Regions from separate parts of the Ovis aries genome. Here region 2 is linked to region 1. A link is a contact called in public Hi-C data. All regions are on one chromosome and are shown on one strand. The core of a region is the stretch at or near the end of the contact, and the rest is flanking DNA. Distances in the headings are between cores, read along the strand shown.

Region 1 (5,511 bases), core at 1,983-4,482:
GACAACACCAACCGAGCCCTCTTCCCAGCTGCGGTGGAGGGGGCTGATGCCGCTGGAGGGAAAGACGTCCCTCATCCCTGGCCCCATGTCCTCACTCAAGCTTATCTGTGCTATTTGTCTGATCGCTTGTCTCTCTTTCCCATCACACTGGCAGCTCTGAGAGACCCTGTTTTACTTTCCATCTCTATGATCCCAGCACCTAGCACACTGTAGGATTTAACTAGCATTTGTTGAATGAGAAAGTATGTAACCAGCCTTAAATTCCCCTTACTTCCTTCCCCTCCTCTTCTCCCAAGCCAAACAGACTGAAGACTGAACTTCTCTGCCCCTCTCTTTCTAGGTTCCTAGGAATCTCTTTTTCTAAAGACTAAGTGATGATCCTCACACCCCAGCTCTTGGATGATCTTAGAGAAGAGGGGCACCAGGGAAAGGGAACACACTGCAACAACTAAGTAACAGGAAGCTTGGAATCCTGTCTCTCCGTCACTGCAGAAACAGGACCATCTTCTGTGCCTCTGCCACCAGATATCCAAAGCAAGAACCCAACCCCCAAACACCGGCCACCTCCTCAACGTACCCCTGACCGATACAGCCTGACCCCATAAGCCCAGCCTGTCTCAACCCACAGAGAGCTGGCTTTCCATTCTGTGTGCCTCAATTTCTCCCTGCCATAGCCTCTGTGATATCAAACAAGGGATGAGAGATGAGATGCGCTGCACAGAACTAGGAGATATATACACAATTATCAGAATCCCCCACTAAACCTGAGCCCCAAGCAAGCATTTCAACATCAGTAACTTAATCCAATCAGCTCTCAAAGATGGCTCCAGGTGATACCTCCTCCCTGGAGCAGGAAAAGCTGTGAGCCCTGGGAATGCTGATGCCAGGGGAAGCCACCACCCCACCCCACTCATGCGGGGAGGAACGCGGAAGACTGACAAAGCAGAGGACAGCCAGTCCCCCAGCAGCACACTCGAACCCCCAGCCCCTTGCTGGACCCTGCCTGTGCCTGTCCATTCAGAGACGCTGCTCATGAGCTGAAGGAGTCCACTCTATTCTAAAGTTAGGGAGCCTTGCGGAGAAGGGGCAGGATCCACCAGCAATTTGCTCTCAACCTCCAATTTAAGACTTGGGATTTTTAGCTGAGGTCCCGAGGGCAGGAATTGGGCTGCCATTGCCTGGTTCGCGGTGCCAAACACAATTTCTGGGCTAAGTGTAACAGTCTCTTTCCTCATTTGTGTTATTCTTTCTCATTCTCTTTGCTCTCTCTCTTTCTATACACACGCACGTGCCTGTGCGCGCGCACACACAGACACACACACACACCTTCAGCTGAATCTAAACAGGGGAGGAAGAAATTACTCCCTCCGAAGTGCCAGTTCTATCAGGACAAAAAGCAGAATTATTAGAGGCAGAGCAGATCCCACCCCCATCTTCTTTAAATCTTCCTGCAATGCAAAGCCACCAAATCCAATCGCCCCCACACCGGCGGGGGGGGGGGGGGGGGGGCGGGTAGGGGCAGGCTCCTGTCCTCCTCTTCCCTCTGTTCCACCAGCCGGTGTGACCAGTCTCCAGGGTCTCTACACGTTTTCCCTGGGCCTCTCTTACTTATGGTTCAAGTTCAACGGGTTGTGAATCTGCTGGTCTCCAGCTCTAGACAAAAAATCTGCTTCCTGCCCACCTGGGTCTCCAAGCCCTGTGGTCTGCCCTTGCTGGAGACGTGATTAGGGCCCAGCAAGGGCTCATCCGAGTTCCAAGGGTAGATAATACACACCGGGCCCTCAGGCCAGGGAGACAGACAGACAGAAAAGGGACATCGTCATCCACTCCGTTGGGCTGAGGAAGGAGGGATCTCTGCCCAACACACACACACACCACTGCCAAATGCCAAGTAAGGAATGAGGCACAGAACCCAGCTCAGGGCAAGAGGGACTGCCATGGGGACCAGAGCCTAAGGTGATTCAGCACTCTGCCCACTCAGCCCAGCCCATGGGCTACACTCATGACAGCTCTCGATGCCAAAGTGCTGACTTGGAGACTGTGAAAGAATCCTTTCTAAAATCTGAAATCTTCCTGCCCTCCAGAGAGGCTCCTCATCCAGGCCTTTGCATCCCAGGGCTCAGACCAAGACCAGGAAGAGGCCGTGAAGCCATTCTTTGGATTCTGCTTCTCCTCCTTTCTAGTTTTCCTAAGCTTAGCACCTCCTCCCCCCACCCCCATCCCTCTAGGAAACAAACCTGAACAGCCACAGGCAGACAGTGGCTCAAGAGGAACATAAGAGAGGCCTAATAACACGCAGCATCTTTGCCCTTCCCCACCGCGGAGCCATGAATAGGATCAAACACGCAGAAAGGGGTATAAGTGGATTCTGCCACAGTGAGCACACAGGGCCTTCAGAGTCCTAGGCCTCCCCAAGCAGAGGAGGAGGGCCCAGGGGCAGGTGAGGGGGCTTGGGACAAGTCTGTGTGGCTACAAACAGCACCAGGAAGGGCAGGTGGGGAAAGTGATGGGGGGCTCGCCAGGTAACAGCCAAGGGGGAGAAGACGGCCTTCTGGAGAAGGTGGAGGCGGACACCAGGAGGCAGCTGGGAAGGGGCTGGGCCCCGGTGTGCAGAAGGGACGCGGTGGGGACAGAAACTGCGAGGGAGCTGATAGAGAGACGCACACGGAGGGACGGGGGCATGAATCGGGGGCCGGAGCAGTAAGGGCAGGAGGGAGGCGGGGGTGCGGGGAAGGGAAAACAGAAGGGACGGGGTCGCACAAAGTGGGGTGCGGTGGTAAACAGGTCAGGGGAGAGCTCGGGGTGCGGCGGGGACGGAAGGACAGGCGAAGAGACGGAGGGGAGGGAGGGGGAGGGGAGGCGGCCAAGGAGCAAAGGCGTGCGGGGGGCTGGGGCGGGGAGCCGGGTCGGGCAGGGTCCCGGTGCAGACTCGGGGCTCGGGCAGGTGACGACGCGGAGGGAGAGGTCGCGGCGTGGAAGGAGGGGATGGGCTTGGTTGAGAGATGGAGACAGGCAGAGAAGGGCGGGAGCAAGGGGACGGCGCTGGACGGGCCTCCACGACCCGGTTCCACCCGCAGCTCGTCTCCGGCTTCCGCGCGTGCCTACCTGCAAGGGCTGGGGCTCCGGCCCCGGGTGCAGCCGGCGCTGTCCGCCGCCCGCGCCGCCGCTTGCCTGTCGTCCCCCGCAGCGCCGCTCGCCGCCCGCCGCCGCATTAGGGCAGAGCGCGGCCCGTGCGCGCCCCGGCGGCCGCGCGCCCCCGATCGCCTGCGTGCGCGCGCCCGCGCCTCCCCGCGCGCGCCGGGACGGGGGAGGGGGAAGGGAGAGGAGGGGAGCGGCGGGGGAGGGGGAGGGGAGGGGGAGGGGAGGGGAGGGGAGGGGAGGGGAGGGGGGGGGAGGGGGGGGGGGGGGGGGGGGGGGGGGGGGGGGGAGGGGGAGGGGAGGGAGGGCCGGACGCGGGAGCGCGCGGGCCGGGACCCAGCAGGGCCTGGCGCGGCGCGGGCTAGAGGCTTGCGGGCCCCGCCCGCGCCGCCTTTCTCTTCGCACGGACCCCCGGCCTCTGCGCACCGGGGTTGGGGACGGTAGTGATCCGCTCCGGTTTCCGTTCGCCGAGCCAGACCTGCAGGAGGGAACACGCTGGCGGGCTATCCGGGACTATCGCGTTTGTCCTGTGCACGCCCCTCCACCATCAGACTGGGACTCCTTGGGGGGCTTGTTCCCAGGGAGACTTCTGGTAGACTCTCAGGAGCTTTTCTTTCCTGGAGAGCTGCTGAATCCCGAACTGGAGACGTGAGCAATGCTGTGACACCTGCTGATGGTGGAGTGGTCTTTTAAAAGCGGGAAATTTCATTTAAATGGGCTCAGGCCCTGCCCAGACTTGAGTTAAGGGGGAGGAAGCCCAGGACTGGGAGGCCAGACATCCAAAGTCTCCTTCTGACTCTGACTCTCTGACGTGGTGAGATACTTTTCTGTGGGCCTGTTTTCTCAACTGGACGACGAAGAGTTGATTAGATGACCCCTTCAGAACTAGGAGTCAAGGCTATGGTTTTTCCTGTGGTCATGTATGGATGTGAGAGTTGGACTGTGAAGAAAGCTGAGCGCCGAAGAATTGATGCTTTTGAACTGTGGTGTTGGAGAAGACTCTTGAGAGTCTCTTGGGCTGCAAGGGGATCCAACCAGTCCATTCTGAAGGAGATCAGCCCTGGGATTTCTTTGGAAGGAATGATGCTAAAGCTGACTTTGGCCACCTCATGCGAGGAGTTGACTCATTGGAAAAGACTTTGATGCTGGGAGGGATTGGGGGCAGGAGAAGAAGGGGATGACAGAGGATGAGATGGCTGGATGGCATCACCGACTCGATGGACATGAGTTTGAGTGAACTCCGGGAGTTGGTGATGGACATGGAGGCCTGGCATGCTGCTATTCATGGGGTCGCAAAGAGTCGGACAGGACTGAGCGACTGAACTGGACTGAACTCAGAACTAGGAACTGTGAGGCCCAGTGCAGGCTGAGTGAGACACGAGCTCATTGTCACCTGAGACCATGGAGAGATCTGGATTGGGGCATCACATAACCTTAGGCGGGAAGAGCACTTGGAAGAAGTTTCTAGTCTATCCGTCATCCCAAACCACAGTTCCCTTGGCAGTCCCCTCTGAGGTCCCATTTAAAGTCATGTTCAGGGAATTTCCCTGGTGGTCCAGTGGTTAAGACTCCCTGCTTCCAATGCAGGAGTCTGTGATTTGGAAACTAAGACCCCATGTACCATGTGGCAGTCAAAGAAGCCAAGGAAAAAAAAAAAGCACACTCAGCCCCCTTCCCTGTGCTCACACAGCCTCTGCCCTAGCACCACGATTGCTGAGCTGCACCCCAGCCTCTCTGTCCCCTCTCCAGCCTGTGGGCTCCGGAAGAGCAGGAATGCGTCTTGCTCCGCAAGCTGTTCCCAGCTGTAGCACACAGTAGGTGCTCAATCAATACTTGATCAAGGAATGAATGATGGCCAGTAATAGAGGAATCATCCAAATACCCAACAAAGTTAGGTGCTTTGAGACTTACAATTACAGCTATTAGGCAAAGTCTATACGATGGGAAAGGAAGGTGTTGATATGACAGGACCTGAAAGCATGGCTGCCTCTAGGTGTAAGGAACCCTGGGGAAAAGTTTTTGCAGGGTCCCTTATCTCTACAAACAATTTGACTTCATTCAACATCTAGTCTCAGCATCATTCTGGCAGCCCACTCTCACACAATCCTATGAACAGAACAGTGCATGCTCCTGGAGTGGGGCCTAACCACAAGGCCCTGGGATGACCCTGCAGCATCCAGGAGCCTCTTGGGGGGTCTGGTCAGCCCCACTGGCAGGTGAGGTAGAATGCTATAAATTTCTCTGAAGGGGAGAATCTGGACACTGGGGAGCCCCATCCAGAAGCATTACTGGCCCCAGTTGGTCCCAAGCACTAAGGAGAAACTTAGAAAAATTAGAGAAAGGTGCTTCAAAGCACCAGGGCCCTTAGGCCTG
Region 2 (5,720 bases), core at 587-3,086, 130 kb before region 1:
TCACAGCCGAGACTCAGATACCAACCTTTAAACTGCCTGAGGCTCTGAAACACGGAATCTTAAAAAGTGGTCCAGTTTGCTGCTCTGACTATCACGGGGCCAAACAAACCACAGAGGACAGCAGGAAGCAGTTTCCCCACGATTCCTCTGGCTTTTCTGGATGAGTAGCCACCTAGCAAATGGACACACTGCTTAAAACAATTTGGCAGCAATGTGAAGCCTTGCTATCACCCGTACACTCCTGCCAGCTCCCATATATCCTGACTGAGGGTATAGGGGATCCCTTGTGCCTGAATGTGGGCAAACCAACGGAAGCTGGGCCTGATGCCAGCCCCTCACCTCATGTGTGTTTCTGGACCCCTTTCCTTGTCTGCTGTCTCCCTTCCCACTGCTTCTTCCTTGGTGTTGCTATCACTGTTTACATCAGTTACTGCAACAGCTTCCTGAGTGGTCTCTCCCCACTTCTGCCCTTTCCCCTCTGACTCATTCTCCATCCATAACCAGAGCACTTACTCCTCAGAGGAAATCAGTTCAGTTCAGTTCAGCTCAGTTATGTCCGACTCTTTGCGACCCCATGGACTGCAGCACGCCAGGCCTCCCTGTCCATCACCAACTCCTGGAGTTTACTCAAACTCATGTCCATTGAGTTGGTGATGCCATCCAACTCTGTCGTCCCCTTTCCCCCCCCCGCCTTCAGTCTTTCCCAGCATCAGGGTCTTTTCCAGTGAGTCAGTTCCTCACGTCAGGTGGCCAAAGTATTGTAACTTCAGCTTCAGCATCAGTCCTTCCAATGAATATGCAGGACTGATCTCCCTTAGGATGGACTGGTTGGATCTCCTTGCAGTCCATGGGACTCTCAAGAATCTTCTCCAACACCACAGTTCAAAAGCATCAATTCTTCAGCGCTCAGCTTTCTTCATAGTTCAACTCTCACATCCATACATGACCACACGAAAAACCATAGCTTTGACTAGACGGACCTTTTGTTGGCAAAGTAATGTCTCTGCTTTTTAATATGCTGTCTAAGTTTGTCATGGCTTTTCTTCCAAGGAGCAAGCGTCTTTTAAGTTCATGGCTGCAGTCACCATCTGCAGTGATTTTGGGGCCCAAGAAAATAAAGTCTGACACTGTTTCCACTGTTTCCCCATCTACTTGCTATGAAGTGACGGGACCGGATGCCGTGATCTTAGTGCAAATGCAAATATAGATCGGTATCCCCTAGTCAACCTCACTACCTCACTGCTGCCCCAGAATTGAAGCTGAAGTCCGTGACTTGCCTGGAAGCCCTGTGTGATGCAGCCCCAACTGCAAGACCATTTCTTACCCTCCCCGTGCATTCTGAATCCCAGCCCACATGGGTAGATTCTAAAGCTCTACTGTGCTGACTTCTGCACAGACTGACTTCTGTCTAGAAGCCTTTCTGCGTCTGCCCGCTCTCATTAGGGTGTGCCAGGTACGACTGACATGCCCCCTTGTCTGTGCTCCTGGACACCACTCCCCTATTACAGCACTTGTCACTATGAATTCATTCCCAAAGTCACCCCTCTGTACACCCTGTAAAGAGGAAGGCACTGTAGGGAAGGTACCTCTTCTTGTTTATTCCTAGGGTATAGCATAATGCCTAAAACACAGCAGGCGCTCAGAACCATGTGAGAGATGGATGCAAAATGCGCAGAGGAATGCCTGAGCAAAACAAACCACTTGGTTCCCATGTTTTAGACCGCGTGTTTCCCCATGAAACCACCAGGCGGCGCAGGAGAGCACAGGCTTTGGACCCGGAACGGTGAGGGCGTTTAGTCCGTGGGGGAAAATCCCCTCCCTACACAGGTGCTGCTCTCCGGCTGGGAACCATTCAGCTGGGAGTGAGTTAAGGCAGAACAGCTCCAGACGGGAGACTTGGCTGGAAGGCCTCGCAGGAGGTTGCTGTTTCTTCCTCTTCTCTAAGATGACCCTTACAGTGTCTCAGAAAGAGGCTGCGATTGCCCCTCTGTGGTTCCTCACCTCCAAAGACGAGACTCAGGCTGTCCATCTGAAACCTTGGTGCTGAGGGGCCAGGCAGAGGCTCGGCACTCCTCCCAGGAGGACAGTGGGGATGACTCCAGTTTTGGCTCTGAGAGCACCACGTTTTGTTCAGGAGCCGCCAAGTGGGAGGAAGTGATGGGAAAGAGAAGGGTATCTTTTTCTGGGAATCTTGATGGAAACCGGAAGCCAGAAGCTATTCATTAACTAGATACACACTGGCAGGAAGAGAGGCCAATTATTTGCAGTGTCTTTAACCCACAATTTAAACAACACAGTAGGAAAAGAACAGAGAAATAATCTCATTTAGCTATTTGACAATTCTCTCTCCCTCTTCCCTTGGAATCCAGCTTTTCCGATAAAGTCTTTACAGAGGAAGATACTTTAAAGATTTGGCTTTATGGAATCGCCTTACTTCTCAGATGAGGACACAAGAGCCTAGAAAGGGGAGGTGATATCCTCAATTTCACCTCACACATGGCTTTGTGGCAAAACTAAGAACCCAGGTCTCCTGACTGGTAGCCCGGGGTTTTTCCATCAGATTTCCCTGTCTCTCCATATATATGACAATTACCGAGCAAAGCTGCAATTTAAAAAAGAAATGTATAGTTTGGCAGTATCTCAAAAATTAAACATAAAATTACCATCAGTTCAGCTCAGTCCAGTCGCTCAGTTGTGTCCAACTCTTTCCGACCCCATGAATCGCAGCACGCCAGGCCTCCCTGTCCATCACCAACTCCCGGAGTTCACTCAAACTCAACGTACATCAGAGTCGGACACAACTGAAGCGACTTAGCAGCAGCAGCAATGTCCATCAAGTCGGTGATGCCATCCAGCCATCTCATCCTCTGTCGTCCCCTACTCTTCCTGCCCCCAATCCCTCCCAGCATCAGAGTCTTTTCCAATGAGTCAGCTCTTCACATGAGGTGGCCAAACTACTGGAGCTTCAGCTTTAGCATCATTCCTTCCAAAGAACACCCAGAACCTATCTCCTTCAGAACGGACTGGTTGAATCTCTTTGCAGTCCAAGGAACTCTCAAGAGTCTTCTCCAACACCACAGTTCAAAAGCATCAATTCTTCGGCGCTCAGCCTTCTTCACAGTCCAACTCTCACATCCATACATGACCACAGGAAAACCATAGCCTTGACTAGACAGACCTTAGTCGGCAAAGTAATGTCTCTGCTTTTCAATATGCTATCTAGGTTGGTCATAACTTTCCTTCAAAGGAATAAGCGTCTTTTAATTTCATGGCTGCAGTCACCATCTGCAGTGATTTTGGAGCCCCCAAAAATAAAGTCTGACACTGTTTCCACTGTTTCCCCATCTATTTCCCATGAAGTGATGGGACCAGATGACATGATCTTCATTTTCTGAATGTTGAGCTTTAAGTCAACTTTTTCACTCTCCTCTTTCACTTTCATCAAGAGGCTTTTTAGCTCCTCTTAACTTTCTGCCATAAGGGTGGTGTCATCTGCATATCTGAGGTTATTGATATTTCTCCCGGCAATCTTGATTCCAGCTTGTGTTTCATCCAGCCCAGCGTTTCTCATGATGTACTCTGCATAGAAGTTACCATATGACCCCATATTTCTGCTCTTAAGTATATGCCCTAAAGAATTAAAATCAGGGACATGAACAAGCACACGCATGCTGCATGCTAAGTTGCTCAGTCGTGTCCGACTCTTTGTGACCCCACGGACTGGAGCCCTCCAGTCTCCTCTGTCCATGGGATTCTCCAGGCAAGAATACTGGAGTGGGATGCCATCACCTCCTCCAGGGGGTCTTCCTGAGCCAGGGATCAAATACCACATCTCCTGCAGCACCTGCATTGCAGGCAGATTCTTTACCACTGAGCCGCCAGGGAAGCCCCAAGCAAGTACACGTACACACGTGTTCGTAGCAGCATCATTCACAATAGCCAAGGGGTTGAAGCAGCCCAGTGTCCATCAGGAGATAAATGAATAAACAAATTGCTGGATATAGGTGGGAGAAGCTGAGCAGCCAGGGGCGGGGTTCGGGGGCGGAACTGTCAAGGACCTTCAAGGGGAATGCCACTAACTACGGAGCATCCCGTGGAGGAGTAAGGAAAGCCACATATCCTTGAAAGGGCAGACGGAGGCTGCAGAAGAGGGGGTGGTGATGACGGTCTTGGAAAGTTGGAGGAGGGTGTGGATTTTTTCTGTTTAGCTTCATGGGGGCAAAAAAAGGATCAAATGAGAAGAAATTCCAGAGAGGCAGCTGCTTCTCTGAGATGCAGAGAAGAATAATCTAATAAATATAGCCATCATACAAAGCCATCTATGAAAATGAAACACCACCCACACAAGCTACCACTATGATGCATTTGAACAATCCTCTTACATTGAATTAAATAGGTAAGAGGTGAACTATAAGGATATAAAATACATTAAAGGGAGGCCTACTGCAGGGGGAGAGAGTCAGGAAAAGAACAACAATAAAGAAAACCAAAAGAGAAATCTTGTGTGAATTGAGGTATACTATGAACTGCTGCTGCTGCTAAGTGGCTCCAGTCGTGTCCGACTCTGTGCGACCCTAGAGACAGCAGCCCACCAGGCTCCCCTGTCCCTGGGATTCTCCAGGCAAGAACACTGGAGTGGGTTGCCATGTCCTTCTCCAATGCATGAAAGTGAAAAGTGAAAGTGAAGTCGCTCAGTCGTGCCCGACTCTTAGCGACCCCATGGACTGCAGCCCACCAGGCTCCTCCGTCCCTGGGATTTTCCGGGCGAGAGTCCTGGAGTGGGCGCCATCGCCTTCTCTGACACCATGAACTAGGGACTATGATTAGTTCACATCTTGTATATCTGCGAGCCCCACTCCCCAACCCTCTGTGTGAAAAGTAAATGAAAGAGAAGAAAAAAAGAGAATAGAGTCACCCAAACAGCCCAAGCTGGAATCAAGATTGTCGGGAGAAATATCAATAACCTCAGATATGCAGACGACACCACCCTTACGGCAGAAAGTGAAGAGGAACTCAAAAGCCTCTCGATGAAAGTGAACGAGGAGAGTGAAAAAGTTGGTTTAAAGCTCAACATTCAGAAAACGAAGATCATGGCATCTGGTCCCATCACTTCATGGGAAATAGATGGGGAAACAGTGGAAACAGTGTCAGACTTTATTTTTGGGGGCTCCAAAATCACTGCAGATGGTGACTGCAGCCATGAAATTAAAAGACACTCACTCCTTGGAAGAAAAGTGATGACCAACGTAGATAGCATATTGAAAAGCAGAGACATTAGTTTGCCAACTAAGGTCCCTCTAGCCAAGGGTATGGTTTTTCCTGTGCTCATGTATGGATGTGAGAGTTGGACTGTGAAGAAAGCTGAGTGCCAAAGAATTGATGCTTTGAACTGTGGTGTTGGAGAAGACTCCTGGGAGTCCCTTGGACTGCAAGGAGATCCAACCAGTCCATTCTGAAGGAGATCAGCCCTGGGATTTCTTTGGAAGGAATGACGCTGAAGCTGAAACTCCAGTACTTTGGCCACCTCATGCGAAGAGATGACTCATTGGAAAAGACTCTGATGCTGGAGGGATTGGGGGCAGGAGGAAAAGGGGACGACTGTTGGAGATTACGAGTGAAATGACACAGAACAAGACACACAAAAGACAGACGACACGCACACTCCGGCCGGAGGAACAGAACTGGGCAAAAAACTAATTGCCGTTTATTATAAAAGCCCC

The links. A called contact is a pair of places that touch in the nucleus more often than the background predicts.
Region 2: a contact with region 1 is called in a Hi-C map of hypothalamus, with 4 times the contacts expected there. The contact joins the enhancer-like site here to the promoter of NFASC in region 1. A contact is called at or near these places in 2 of 16 Hi-C or Micro-C datasets (hypothalamus and tail adipose tissue).

The regions. Positions count from the first base shown.
Region 1 is chr12:2,448,451-2,453,961 of ARS-UI_Ramb_v3.0, reverse strand. NFASC (neurofascin) reads right to left here and starts at 3,232. Exons shown (of 26, transcript XM_060396009.1): 1 at 3,106-3,232. The coding sequence starts at 3,212.
Region 2 is chr12:2,571,962-2,577,681 of ARS-UI_Ramb_v3.0, reverse strand. All of the region lies in intron 2 of NFASC (neurofascin), which reads right to left. Among named protein-coding and RNA genes, the nearest start is that of TRNAC-GCA, 11 kb to the left of the region's middle. Within about 2 kb of position 1,836, at least 9 of the 54 cell types and tissues checked have an H3K27ac peak or open chromatin away from gene starts, as enhancers often do. A contact at or near this core is called in hypothalamus, where this site is marked.